Regions from separate parts of the Mus musculus genome. Here regions 1, 3 and 4 are each linked to region 2. A link is a contact called in public Micro-C and promoter capture Hi-C data. All regions are on one chromosome and are shown on one strand. The core of a region is the stretch at or near the end of the contact, and the rest is flanking DNA. Distances in the headings are between cores, read along the strand shown. Region 1 holds the start of Suz12 (SUZ12 polycomb repressive complex 2 subunit). Region 2 holds the start of Abhd15 (abhydrolase domain containing 15). Region 3 holds the start of Crlf3 (cytokine receptor-like factor 3). Region 4 holds the start of Cdk5r1 (cyclin-dependent kinase 5, regulatory subunit 1 (p35)).

What was found. Hi-C and Micro-C count contacts between places; a contact is called where the count stands out from the background. Capture Hi-C pulls out chosen DNA fragments and counts their contacts.
Region 1: a promoter capture Hi-C map of liver shows a contact between it and region 2, with 2.2 times the contacts expected there. The contact joins the promoter of Suz12 here to the promoter of Abhd15 in region 2. A contact is called at or near these places in 2 of 39 promoter capture datasets (liver and pre-B cells) and 1 of 9 other capture datasets (liver).
Region 3: a contact with region 2 is called in a promoter capture Hi-C map of adipose tissue, with 2.7 times the contacts expected there. The contact joins the promoter of Crlf3 here to the promoter of Abhd15 in region 2. A contact is called at or near these places in 1 of 39 promoter capture datasets (liver) and 2 of 9 other capture datasets (adipose tissue and liver).
Region 4: a contact with region 2 is called in a Micro-C map of embryonic stem cells, with 5 times the contacts expected there. The contact joins the promoter of Cdk5r1 here to the promoter of Abhd15 in region 2. A contact is called at or near these places in 1 of 484 Hi-C or Micro-C datasets (embryonic stem cells) and 1 of 9 other capture datasets (liver).

What each region holds. Positions count from the first base shown.
Region 1 is chr11:79,991,371-79,994,645 of GRCm38.p6, reverse strand. Suz12 (SUZ12 polycomb repressive complex 2 subunit) reads right to left here and starts at 1,540. Exons shown (of 16, transcript NM_199196.2): 1 at 1,047-1,540. The coding sequence starts at 1,326.
Region 2 is chr11:77,513,397-77,516,466 of GRCm38.p6, reverse strand. It overlaps Abhd15 (abhydrolase domain containing 15), which reads right to left and starts at 1,350. Exons shown (of 2, transcript NM_026185.4): 1 at 415-1,350. The coding sequence starts at 1,268. It also overlaps a transcript of Trp53i13 not described here.
Region 3 is chr11:80,078,995-80,082,256 of GRCm38.p6, reverse strand. Crlf3 (cytokine receptor-like factor 3) reads left to right here and starts at 1,266. Exons shown (of 8, transcript NM_018776.2): 1 at 1,266-1,473. The coding sequence starts at 1,345.
Region 4 is chr11:80,475,286-80,478,288 of GRCm38.p6, reverse strand. It overlaps Cdk5r1 (cyclin-dependent kinase 5, regulatory subunit 1 (p35)), which reads right to left and starts at 1,266. Exons shown (of 1, transcript NM_009871.3): 1 at 1-1,266. The coding sequence starts at 780.

The sequences.
Region 1 (3,275 bases), core at 291-2,790, 2.5 Mb before region 2:
ATTATATTTAAAAGCTTTTCAGATTTTTGTAAAAGTATATTAAGCAAAAGAATAACGATCTCTGAAGCATGACCAATTATCTGTTTCAATATTCAAAAATCGAAATGATTTGTATTAAATTCCAATAAGAATTTCACGAAGAATCAATGAAAATGAAGGAAGAGTATTAAAACAATGTAAAACGTCTTTCCAAGCACAGCTGATACCAAAGCCCATAACATATGCCACGGATATAGTGTAAATAAAGAGATTCAACGGCAAAGCTGACTTCATTCAAGTTGCCGTAAAATACCCAGCTAGAAGATTGCTAAATTCCACTATCTACACAAAAGAGGTGCAAAACCATCAGGATATAATGCCCACTTAGTAACAATTTTATTTATAGTCATAATGTTTATAAATTCTATTGTTTGTTTCCAGGCACTGTGTGATCCCCTTTCCAAAAAAGTCAGTTTCGCCCTCCACGCATCTTTTAAAACGAAAAACCGGGATTTAAAAAAAAAATGTTCTGGAATTAAGAAACAACTCCAAGGTTGTCCACGGAGAGGACGCTTGCCCCATTCTGTCTCTCTCAGTCTACGCACCCATAAAATGGGCGGAAAGGTTTGAAAAGCTTAAAAGGTTTCAAATGCTGCGTGTTCACTCACACGCAGCCAGAGTGGGTACGAACGCATTTCAGACCCATGACAATTTCCTCGGCTTTACAACACTCATCTCCGGACAGGCTGTGTCTCGTCCCCCCGAAACCTACAACTATAATCCCTGTACTTGTGGAGTAAGGAAGACACAAACGAAAACACCAACTCGTCTCGGGATCTATATGCGCTCAGTTCAACCGTCACGTCCCCACCTCCAAGGCTGCTCTGAACCTGGGGGCCCCGGGGCGACCCTTCCGGGAGTCAGGGACCTGCTCGGGACCCCGGCGTTCCCCAGCGAGTCCTCCCTCCACTCCCAAAGCAAGTGGACTCTCCGAGAACCCGGCGGAGTGCCCCGTGCCCCGAACGCCGGAGAGGGGCACCCCTGCCCTCGAAGCCGCTCACACTCACTCTCAAAGGCCTGGAGGAAAAGCTCGTGGTCAGCCTGGACGTGCTCCATTTTCGGCTTCTTCACCGGCAACACCGCGGCCCCCGCCGCCGCCGCCGCGGCCGCCGCCGAGGAGGAGGAGGCCGAGTAACTGCCGCCGCCTCCACAGCCCCCGCCGCCGGATTTGCCGCCCGAAGCCGCCGCCGCCACCGCCGCCGCCGAACCCCCGAAGCCGCCTCCCCCGGACCCCGCGCTGGGCCCCGAGCCGCCCCCTCCCCCACCGCCGTGCTTCTGAGGCGCCATCGCGGTTCCTGCCTCCTCCCCCCGCCAGCTACCCGCCGGGCGGCCCCGGAGAGTGAGCGCGCCTGCTACACCAACCGCTCGCCCCAGCAGGCTCCAGCGGACCGAGGGGGGAAGGAGGAGAGAGGGGAGGAGAGGGGAAGGGAAGGGAGGAGGAGAGGAGGGAAGGAGGGAGGAAAAAAAAAAAGTGTCTCCTCCGAGCCCCGCTCCGCTTCGGAGGCCGCTCACCCTACCCTGGCCTCGCTCCGCCCACTTTCCCCGCCCGGCGCTCTGATTGGCCGGCGGGAGCGCGCGCCGCCGGGCCGCCCAGCCCGTTGGTCCGCAGAGTCCCCCGTCAGTCACGCGGAGGCGCTTCTCGCGGAGGCGCGGCTTGGTTGGCCCGTGCGCGCTGCCGACCGCGGGCCCGGACGCCTCTTTGAACTGAATTCGCGGGAAAATGAGGGGTCGGAGCGGCCTTCCTGCTCGTCCCGGTGCATTGTGGGCAGAGGGGGACTCGCGAGCGGCTTTGGGAGCCGTTTCTCGCCTTGAGAGCTTCGTCAGTCGCCGCCCCCAGGGGGGCAGAGGTCCCCTGGAGAGAGAGGCGGGTGACTGAGAAACTGAAGGCGAAGGGGCCTTTGAAAGGAGCGGAGGTCCACCGCGGATCCCGAGACTGTGTGGTCTCAGGAAGTGACCTGCCCCGGGGGTGCTGTGTGCTCAGTCTCATCTCCACTGAGGCAGGAGGAGATCGGATCCCCTGGCCGCCACGTGCCCCAAGCCACCCATGGCCGAAATCCCCTAGCGCAGCCACTGGGTTGTCGGACGTGAAGGGCTCGCCTACGAAAGGGAGCGACCTATTTTGTGGCGGCCGTTTCTCAGAAATTAAGGAGACTTGGTTTTGTTTTGTTAAGTGATGTGAGGTTTTGGGATTCTGTGGAATTGGGTTGTGGCTTCTCAACACGATGCGAGCAAAGTAGATACTTCATTTTCTCTGAGACAAATAGGTGATTCGAAGTAAAGACATTTCTTGAAGTTTTATTTATTGTACTGCCAAAAGCTTGTGAGGAACGCTGTGTTTTGAGTGTCTTGTTTAAAAAGATAGATAAACTGGGCGGTGGCGCACGCCTTTAATCCCAGCACTCCAGAGGCAGAGGCAGGCGGATTTCTGAGTTCAAGGCCAGCCTGGTCTACAAAGTGAGTTCCAGGACAGCCAGGGCTACACAGAGAAACCCTGTCTCGAAAAACCAAAAAAAAAAAAAAAAAAAAAAGATAAACAGACCCGACCTAAGTCTGTTGGTACAAATTGGCTTACTCTGAATAACTTGGATTTCAAGTTAGACAAAATAACCAGCTTATATTGCTTATATTTTAACTTTCTAAAAATGTTTTTATGCTCGGTGGTGGTGGCACACACCTTTAATCCCAGCACTTGGGAGGCAGAGGCAGGCAGATTTCTGATGCGAGCCTGGTCTACAAAGTGAGTTCCAGGACAGCAAGGGCTATACAGAGGAACCCTGTGCCTAAGTCTACACCAAGGTCGTATGCTGCGGTCCTTACAGCCAAAAGAGGATGTTGCCTCTCCTGGAAATGGAGTCACAGGTGGTTGTGAGGCCTAGGGTGGGTGCTAAGAATCAAATAGAGATCTCTGAGAGAGCAGCCAGTGCTCTCAACTGCAGAGCTGTAAGTCCAACCCCACGTTATGTTTTATATTAAGAAGAAACTTTAGAATGCTCTCATTATACTAGTCTGTATTTAAGAATATTTCTTACTGCAAAATAGGTATATGGTGGGTTTTTTTCCCCCTTATGTTTCTGAAGAACGTCTCTGATGAATGCCACCCCACCGAGGTTTCTGGAGTTTTAGCTGCGGTATTGCTTTATAGCGTTAGGAAATTCAGTCAGGGTCTGAATAATTAAATTACTCTAAGCAAATCCAAAAATATCGCATTACAAACTAGAGTGCTAATTTAACTATGT
Region 2 (3,070 bases), core at 101-2,600:
ATATGTAAAACATCTGTCAGATTGAAGGATTTAAAAAAACCAAAGACTGTACATCTCTCATTCCTGCCACCTCCTGGCTCAGAGCCTGAAGGTAAATATTCTGGACAGATAATCGGCCGCAATTGCTTCCAGAGCCCTGTTTGTTGACCTATCTAGCTATGGACTAAGTGGTAAATGCCAGGTGCAGGCCTCTGCTGACCACCGGTTGCTAGGACACCTGCGACTGAGATGAACTGATGGGGCCCTAACGGAGGCCCTGGGGCTAATATGGCTTTGAAACCCACTTTCCTGGCTCTATGTCAATTATAGGGTTTGAACAGCTTTGGAAACCTCGTGAGAACTTTGCCCCAACCTACCCACAAAGCTCTGTTCCCATACCAGGCAGAGCTGTAGACTTCTGTTCCCGTTACCCACCTGCTGAGAGAGATTTTCTGGTGCAGCAAGAACCCACGTTCATAGGGCCAAGGCAAGCCAGCCTCGAACCACTCGCGACAGCGTAGCACTGGCGAGATGCAGGCGGCGCCAGTCACATAGCTGGAGGAGCCACACTCCCCCAAGTAGGACAGCAGCAGCGCGGACCCTGAACCCTCGCTCACCGCGAACAGGGGGGCCGCCGGGTGTCGGAAGCGAATGTAAGTCACCGCCTCCTTGAGGTCGGACGGGTCCCCGAAAGGCTGTAGTCTGGGGCTGACTAGCGGGCAACCGTGGTGGCCGCGGCGATGGAAGATGACCGGGTAGTAGCCGCGCTCCAGGGCGAGCAGGCAGAGCCCCAGTACATTGCGAGTGAGGCGTCCCCATGCATTGGGGATTACCAACAGCACTGGAGGGAGGCTCCCAGGGTTGGTGACCCGGCGGCCCCTGGCACAAGGTCCTATGACCCAATCCAGAGCCACCAGCCCATCATCTGCCAGCTGCAGGTACTCACGGGCTAGCTCAGGCCCGGGCCCGACTGGCAGGATGAAGTGGCAGAAGGTTTGCAGGTGGGGTCCCGACAGCCAGGAGCGGGGGCTGGGTTCCAGCGCCGCCGAGCGTCGCAGAGCGCGCAGCAGGCACTGGGCCAGCGCCGACGGCTTGCAAATGAGGCTGCAGCCTCCGGGGAGCGCTTCGCGCCGGTCGCTGAACTGATCCGCGGGGCCTCCGCTCGCCACCTCCTGCTCCTCGTGGTCCCGGACTGAGGTTCGCGCTCCGACAGCGCGCTTCCAGGGTCGCAGGAGGAGCAAGGCGAGCGCCGCCAGTAGCAGCGCTAGAGCGGCCGCCCACGGAGGCATGGCCTGGCAGGACAGTCCCCGGAGGGAGGCACTGGGCTGCGGGGAGCGGAGCTGTCCTCTCGTCGGGCTCCTCGTTCTGTCCGCGCGGCTCCGCCCGGCCGCCCGTGGCTGTCAAGAGTCCTCCCAAGCAGGAGGGCGCGCGCGCTCCGGATTGGTCGTGGTCAGGAGGAGACAGCCAGTTCGGGTCGAGCTCCCCTCGCCCGCCCCCCCACTCCCGCCCCCAGCCCTTTGTACAGCGATTGCGACAAGCTGGAGCAGAGGGTGAAAGAGAGCCGGGCCACAAAGCGGGAGCGAGGACCTGAGGGCCAACCAGAGAGAGCGGAACAAGGAGTGCTAGGAAAGGATTGGGGAGGGGGTGAGGCTGGAGGCCTGGGTGAACGGGAGGTGCCTGCTTCTACCCTTGCCCTCAATGAAGTCTGGCTCCAGGGGAGACCCTGGGTCACTGCACCCTCAGGATCCGCTATTGAGGAGTAGCAAAAAAGCAAGAAGGGAGCAAAGCGCTGATCCCTCGCTGGCTTCACTTTCCCCACTCGCTGCTGCCTTTGCAGCTAGAGACGTGTTATCTCTCTCTCCTTCGCCTGGCCCTGCCGCCCAGCCAGGACCAGCAACTGGGCGATAACTCAGTAGGGCTGGGACTCTGCACCTGGCCAGAGGCAGACTGAAGCATCTGACCCTGACCACGAGTTTGAGGGAGGTGGCTGTCGTTTCTCTGGAGGGCATCCGGGCACTAGCCGGTAGACACTTGTGGCCTTCCCAGCCCACCCCCAAGGACGCTTTCCAAGAGTTAGGCGTCTCCACTACTTATCAAGAAGGACTGTAGGAAAGGAAAGAGGCTCGAGTCTGGCCGAATATGTTGAGGGAGAGGATTAAGGGATGCTTAGCCCCGCGGTGGGGCTTTGGTAGAGAGAAGTGTGGTTCTTTAGGTCAGATCAACATCTGGTCATTTCTGCAGGGGTGGGTGAAATAAGTCCGGGCACATGGGAGAGGCCTGAAATAACTATTTTTTGATGTATTTCAAACCTAAAAAGATTTGTTTAGGGGTGTGTGTATGTGTGTGTGTCTAGGTCAGAGGACAATCTGTGGGAATCAGGTCCCTCCTTCAATCACTTAGGTCCACAGATTAAACTCTGGTCGTCAGGCTGGCGGCCAGCACCGTTTCCCACTGAGCCATCTCGCAGGCCTGTTTCAAACTTTTGATTGGGCGTCAATCCTTAGCTGGATTTCCTTTGCAGCGCTCCCTTGCAAGGGAGGCCGAGCTGAGCACTGTAGCTCCTCGGACCAGTGTTTCCTTGGGCAAAGGAGAGCGGGAATCAAGAAAGCTCTGGCTTCTTAAGGCTTCTGGGCCTAAGACCCTCCCAAAACAGCTCGGGGCTCAGTTCTTATTATTAGCGAGAGCAGGACTGGAGCAACGTGAAGGTGAAGCGCTAGAGCCGGGACCTTCTCTCTGGGACAGCTAGGATTTCATAATTCCGTGTTGAGCGGGTTTGCCAAAAGAGCACACAAGTCTCCACCTGGGTCACCCGGTCCTTAAGGATCTCACTTCCTGCCCTTTGCGGGGTTCCAAGATTCTACTCAGGCGATACAGTTGCGCTCTGATGGTCGCACAAACGCTCCGGGACGCATCTCGGCCGAGGGAGGTGGTTCCATGGGCTTGGAGACCAGGAGATCCTTGGCGACTAACTTTTCCGGCTTTGGGTTCAGGACGCGTGCGCCGGCCTGGAGGCGGGCAGGGGCGGGCCTGGCGGTAGGCGGGGCGGGGCGGGGGCGGGCCTGGCGGTAGGCGAGGCGGGGCGGGGCGGGGG
Region 3 (3,262 bases), core at 17-2,516, 2.6 Mb before region 2:
CTTCCTTCCCCTCCCCACTTTATTTATTTATTTATTTATTTATAGACCAGGCTGGCCTGGAACTCCCCCTCCCTACTTTTGAAAGTGTCTTTTTTTTTTTTCCAGACAGTGTTTTATATCACTCACGTTTCTCCCAGACTCACTACGTAACAACCAGATAACTGTTCTGAGTTCCAGATCTTCCCAAGAGCTGGGAGTAGAGGGTATGCCCCTATGTTTCGCCCATGTGGGAAGAACAGTCTGACCTGGAACATCTTCGATCTGGCCTCTAATACAGATCCATTGCATAATCCTGAGACAATCCTGTACCGTGTCTGATCCTGCTGAGGACAATTTACACACCTTGGGCTTATGGCTCATTTAAGGACTCAAATCCAACCAGTTTTAGTGTGGCTTTTCAGCAGATCACTTTTTACCGTTTTAATAGTTTGGGGGGAAAATTACAAAGACCATGTTGTGACACGTGAAAGTTATTATGCCATATCTAAAATTCTGTATTGAAAGGTTTATTTTTACATCCTTGTTGTCCAATCTGCCTTTTTTGCTCCCCATTCCAAGCAACCCTCCTTCCCCGGCCTCTCTTAGGGCTGAAACACAGGAGCAAGCGGCTCCTCTTGTTTTTACTATACATGGTCACACCCATTTACTTAATACAGCGAAACATACACTTTATCACATGCCAGCAGATATTTATCGGGAGGCCCTTACCGAAGAAAACGTGCCATCATTCGCCTTGGCCTTCTGCCAAGATTGCTGTACAGCTGGTCATCACTTGGGCCTCTCTCTCTCTTTCACCTCCCTCCTAAGAGTATCTAGGTAGTGGCGCCTGGGTCAAGTATCCTCCCAAAATTCCCGCCTCAGCTGGCATTTACTAGGAAGGTAGTACAGCGACGATTTAAGGCCCAGAGCTGTAGCCTCGGCCCTGGAGATCATGCACTGAGTTTAGGAGAGTAGATCCCCCCTCTGTGTCCCTCCACTTCCTCCACTGTGCAGGGCAGATAAGTAGTGCAGTAAGATAAGAAGTGGGAAGCACTTAGAGACGTGTTCACGTGTTTCTACTCTAGCCTCCACTTGTTTCCTGAGGAAGTGTCCAGGCGGGCGCAGCAAAGAGGCCGGAGGAGGAGCTGAGCAGACGGCGCAGCAGGTTTCACTCACTCAGACCAAGGCGCCATTAGTGCCTGTGTCCCCCCCACCCCCACCCCCCGGCGTCTGTCAATCAAGCGGCAGCGGGGGCGGGGCGTGAAGGACAGGGCAGGGCGGGGCGGCGCTTCCGCTGCGCGAGGCCGCTCGGGGTCGCTCGCGGGAGCTAGGCGCAGTCGGGAATCCGGCGGGCCGCGCGACCAGATGAAGGGCGCGATGGAGCCGGAGCCCGAGGTGCTGCTTCAGGAAGCCCGCGAGAACGTGGAGGCGGCGCAGAGCTACCGGCGGGAGCTGGGCCAGCGGCTGCAGGGGCTGCGGGAGGCGCAGAGGCAGGTCGGAGGGCCGCTGCGGGCCTTAGAGGGCGCGGGCCGGAGGGTGGGCGCGCGCGGCGGGGGCGCCCCGAGGCTCAGCAGAGGAAGTGGGTCGCAGACCTGTGGGAGACGTGACATGGGGAGGTGGGTCCTGCAGAGTTCTTCAAGGGAAAGATAAGTTTGGCGGACTGAGAAAGAGTTTGGGGAGCGCTCCTGAGCCGCCTCGCGGGGCACTTGGTGAGCGTAGGGGTGGTGTCCGAGGATGAACCACGGGAGCAAAACCCGAGGGATCGCAGAGTGAAGATCGGAAAAGAGAGTTGGGAGGAAGAGGGCATAGTCAGGGGAAACCTGCGACAGATAACTCGGTTTAGAAAGCCTGAGGGCACTGACCTGGGGACAGTAAAGGTGGAGACGAAGTAGAGGGAGAGGGAAGAAGTAAGGAGAAATGGAGAGGTTGAGCAGCAGTGACCTTAATGCCGAATGAATGGGGACGGGGGGGGGGGGGGGTTGTTATTTGAACATCTCACAAGATCCCGAACGCCTTGAACAACCTTTTAGAGTAATCTCTAGACAGGCTAGAACTGAAGGTGAAGGATGTTGAAGGGCAGAAGGAGCAAAACAAGATGTTTCAGGGAGGGTATACAAAGGTGAAGGGAAATGGAAAAACAGATTTTAAGAGAGGACTGGTAATAGAAGAGGCTAAATACACTTTCAAGTACTGCAGTTATCTCTCCACAAGGAAAGGTCGAACAGAGATAGCGGAAAGCCACATGGCTCCTCTCCACTCTCAAAGGTATACAGAAAAAGATATAAGCCCCTGCTAATGCTAGATAAGATAGATAATCCTCACATTACTATTAAGTGCTTTAGTTAATGCTTTTTGAGGAAATGGAAATTCATTAGAATTTCTCTAGGCCTAGTTTTGTAGGGTACCGTCACACTGGTAACTCCAGTGCTGCTGTGCCGAAGCAGAAAATGGTGAAGTAGTGCTGCGATAATCTTCGAATATTGTCATTGCTAATAATTTAAACCTCTCTAGAGCTGGTGTAGGCCAGGCATCAACAGTTGAGCTAGAACTAGGATCAGAATCCAGATACGACTTATGATTTAAACCTGATTTGGTGAATACTTTCAAGGTCTTCCAATGCAGACATCTGGATTTCCTTTGGAAAGAATCTGCATTATTCCTTCTGCTATTTTGAAATAAATGTTGAAAATCTAGGATTTAAAAAAAAAAGGTTTAAAATACCCTCTTTTATATAGTACTGCTTAGTCTGTGAATTTCATGTATGCATACAGTGTATTTTATCTTAGTCACCTCCCACACCACCCCCTCGAACATTTTTAAATTTTAATTTTTTAATTATTCATTTATTTTTTTTGAAACAGGGTTTCTCTGTGTAGCTCTGACCGTCCTGGAACTTGCTTTGTAGACGAGGCTGGCCTTGAACTCAAATATTTGCTAGCCTCCACCACTCAGGTTTTTTTTTTTCTTTTAAATTTATTTATTTTTTTATATATGAGCACACTGTTGATATCTTCAGACACACCAAAAGAGGGCATCAGATCCCATTACAGATGGTTGTGAGCCACCATGTGGTTGTTGGGAATTGAACTCAAAACCTCTGGAAGAGCAATCAGTGCCCTTAACCACTGAGCCATCTCCTTTTTTTTTAAAACAAACAAACAAACAAGATCTTGCTAAGTAGCCAAGGCTATCCTGGGACTCACCATGTAGCCAACCAAGGCTGGCAACAGCTGGAAATCCTCCAGCCTCAGCCTCTGGAGTACTGGGATAACAGGCATGTTTC
Region 4 (3,003 bases), core at 17-2,516, 3.0 Mb before region 2:
ACGGTCCCAAAAGGCTTCCTTACAGCTCTCTACCAGGAAGGGCTTGAGCGGGTAGGAGATCTCATTGCCCATGTAGGAATAGGAGAGGTACAGACAGGTCAGCAGGACAGCCTGGAGCTCATGGTCGGAGCCCACCTCAGAGGAGATGACATCCCTGCAGAGCATGTAGAGGAAGACCACATTGGCCGGTGTGATGAAACCCTGGTCCTGCCAGCCCTGCAGAAGCAGGGAGCGGTCCACGCTGCGCAGCCAGAGCACGGGGTCCGTTGGGGACAAGTGCTTCAGGCGGTAGCACCGGCGGCAGAGAAACTCACCCAGGCAGCGCAGCAGCTCACTAGTGGACGCCTGGACGATGACCCGTTTGGGTGTCCCTGCAGAGGTGATGGCAGGGTGCGGGGCCTTCTTGACAGAAGAGGAGACCCCAGTCTGGGAGCCAGAAAGCTGGCTGGCTGGGGGTGCGGGCGGCTGAGCCGGCGGGGGCTGGGCGAATGTGGACAGGTTGGCACAGGACAGCGACTTCTTCAGGTTCTCATTGTTGAGATGCGCGATGTTGCTCTGGTAGCTGCTGTTGGGCTGCGCCTTCTTGGAGTTCTTCTTCTTCGCTGACACCGCCACGATCCTCTTCCAAGGCAGCACCGAGATGATGGAGTGCCGCTTCAGGTTCTTGTCCTTGGCGTTCTTGCTGTTCTGCACGGCCGTGTAGTGGCCCACGGTGGCCGCGCCATCCTCAAACAGTGTGGCCTTCCGATAGCTGGGGGATAGGGACAGCACCGTGCCCATGGTGCCACTGCGCGCCCGGCAGGGGCCGGCACCCCCGCGCGCCCAGCCTGCCGGCTGGAGGGGGGTAAAGGCTTACCGAGCCTGTAGCGGCCGCAGAGAGAAAGGAGGCGCTCCCGGGACACGACGCGTTTAGTCCTGCGGATCTGCGTGGAAAACAAGATGGTTCTCAGCCCCGGGCGGGGCTCCACGCCGCGCCCCTCCGCTCGCACTTCCGAGGCCCGAACCCCCGGGCTGCGGCCCCGTCGAGCCCCAGCCTGTGCTTCCACTGCGGCACCGGTCAAAGAGCCGCAGTGGCCTCCGCAGCAGGAATCCAACCAGGCCGCGCACACGGCCCCGGTCCGCGCAGGCTTACCCGCAGTCAGGCAGGCTCCCGCGGCAGGCGCAGCCGCTGCGTCCCAGGCCCTCCGCAATGCGCGCCGCGGCCCGGGTGCTCGACTCGGCGCGGCGGCGGCTCCCTGCTTCTGTCCAAGGTTCTGCAGACGCCGCGGCCCCGCCCCCGCCCGGCCCCCGCCTGCGTCTCCGCCGCGAGCCCGCCGGCCCCGCCCCGCCCCGCCCCGGCGCGCGCCTTGCAAGCCGCCTCTCCGGATCGCGCGCGCGGTCCACACGCCCGCTCGGTCTCGCCGCCAGGTCGCCGCCACTCGCGTCCCTCAGCGCGAGCGGCGCACGGTGGCGCCTCTAGTGGGCGCGCCCATTACGGGACACGGCGCGGGCGGCGGGAACGCGCGAAGCCGGGTCTCCACCTGGAAGGTGCCTGCGCCGCGCGCGGAGCCCGGCCTCGTGAGCTCCGGCGCCGCGCAGCGGAGCTCTCCAGGCGGGAGGGCGGGCGGGAGGGCGAGGGGGCGGGCGGGGCGGAGGGCGGGCCCCGCCCAGACACGTGCTGCCTTTGTTCCCGCCGCGGCCCCCTTGGCAGAGGCTGCGGGCGGTGCGGAGAGCTGGCCCGGGCGCTGGAGAAAGGAAGAGCCGCAATCAGCATCAGCGTAAAAGCCCGGCACCCATTAAGACTCTAGGAAAGCCAGGCCAGAAGGATGAGGGCGGCCTAGAGATCCTATCACGGAGGCTGTCAAAATTGAAGCTGCTGCGCCTTTAGGCCAGTTTCTTATTTGCCCATTTTAAAACTTGATGACAGTAAAATTGCAAGAAAATCTGGTTCTGACTACCGACACATAGTTCACAATCAGCCTCCATGTCCTTCACAAAGGCCACTGCCGAATTACAAGTCATTCATTCTGGACTGGTTCTGGAGACCCAAATTGTCAAATAAGCCAACCTGTATCTTAACTCAGACTCCCAACTCCGAACCTGAGAGAATTCCTGAAAACACCCAAAACAAGAATCTTGTTGAGGTCATTAGGCTTAAGTACTTCCAGGTTAGGGACCAGGGTGACCAGAGAGGTAAGTGCCCTGCCCTGTTACCACCCCACCCCACCCCCCAAAAAAAGTTTTTCCAGGACCTTACCAAGCACACAGGATGGCTAGCTTCGCTGTGGCCCCTTCCTAACAATGTTTCTCATAGAACAGAGTGGTACCTGCTATTACTAGAACACAGCACCTGACACTGGGTAACCTATAAACGAAATAATGAAGTGTTAGCTCACAGCTCTGGAGTATGGTCCAGAGCCAGTAGTAGGACGTGCTGTGGTGAGGATGGAGACTTCAACTCAAACCGGGAAGGGGGAGAGTAAATAATTACATTGGGGGACGGGGAATGAAGGCCAGTGTCACACTGGCTTTCTAACAACTCTGCTCAAAATTAATCCATGACTTGGAACCTTTCCTTGAGACACAGGCCGCCAGCACCTTGCCATCCTCCTGCTTCAATGTTCAGTTAGGATTCAGGCATGAGCCACCATACCAGCTCCAACGAAAACCCTCTCCAAGAGCGCTCTCAACACTGACACTGAGACCGAGCCTCAAGGGTCAGACTCAACCCCCTAGCTGCTCTTCAGTAGGGCGGCCCTGGGTCTCTTCCTTTTCATCATAGTAGGCTGTAAGCCATCTTCCTAAGGCCTTTCAGACCAGCTCCCCCAATGTTTCTTCTACCTGGAAAGGCAACCGCTAAAAACCAGCCTCTGAGCTGACTTCATGCTTATGGTCCCCTTCAAATTCCAGGATTAAGCAAAAGTTAAATGTGTTCTACTTCCCTAATTATACACAGCCCTCCAAAGGCAGAGATCCACCCATTAGAAAGACCCGGGCCTGCTGTTGCCTGCAACTGAATTCCAG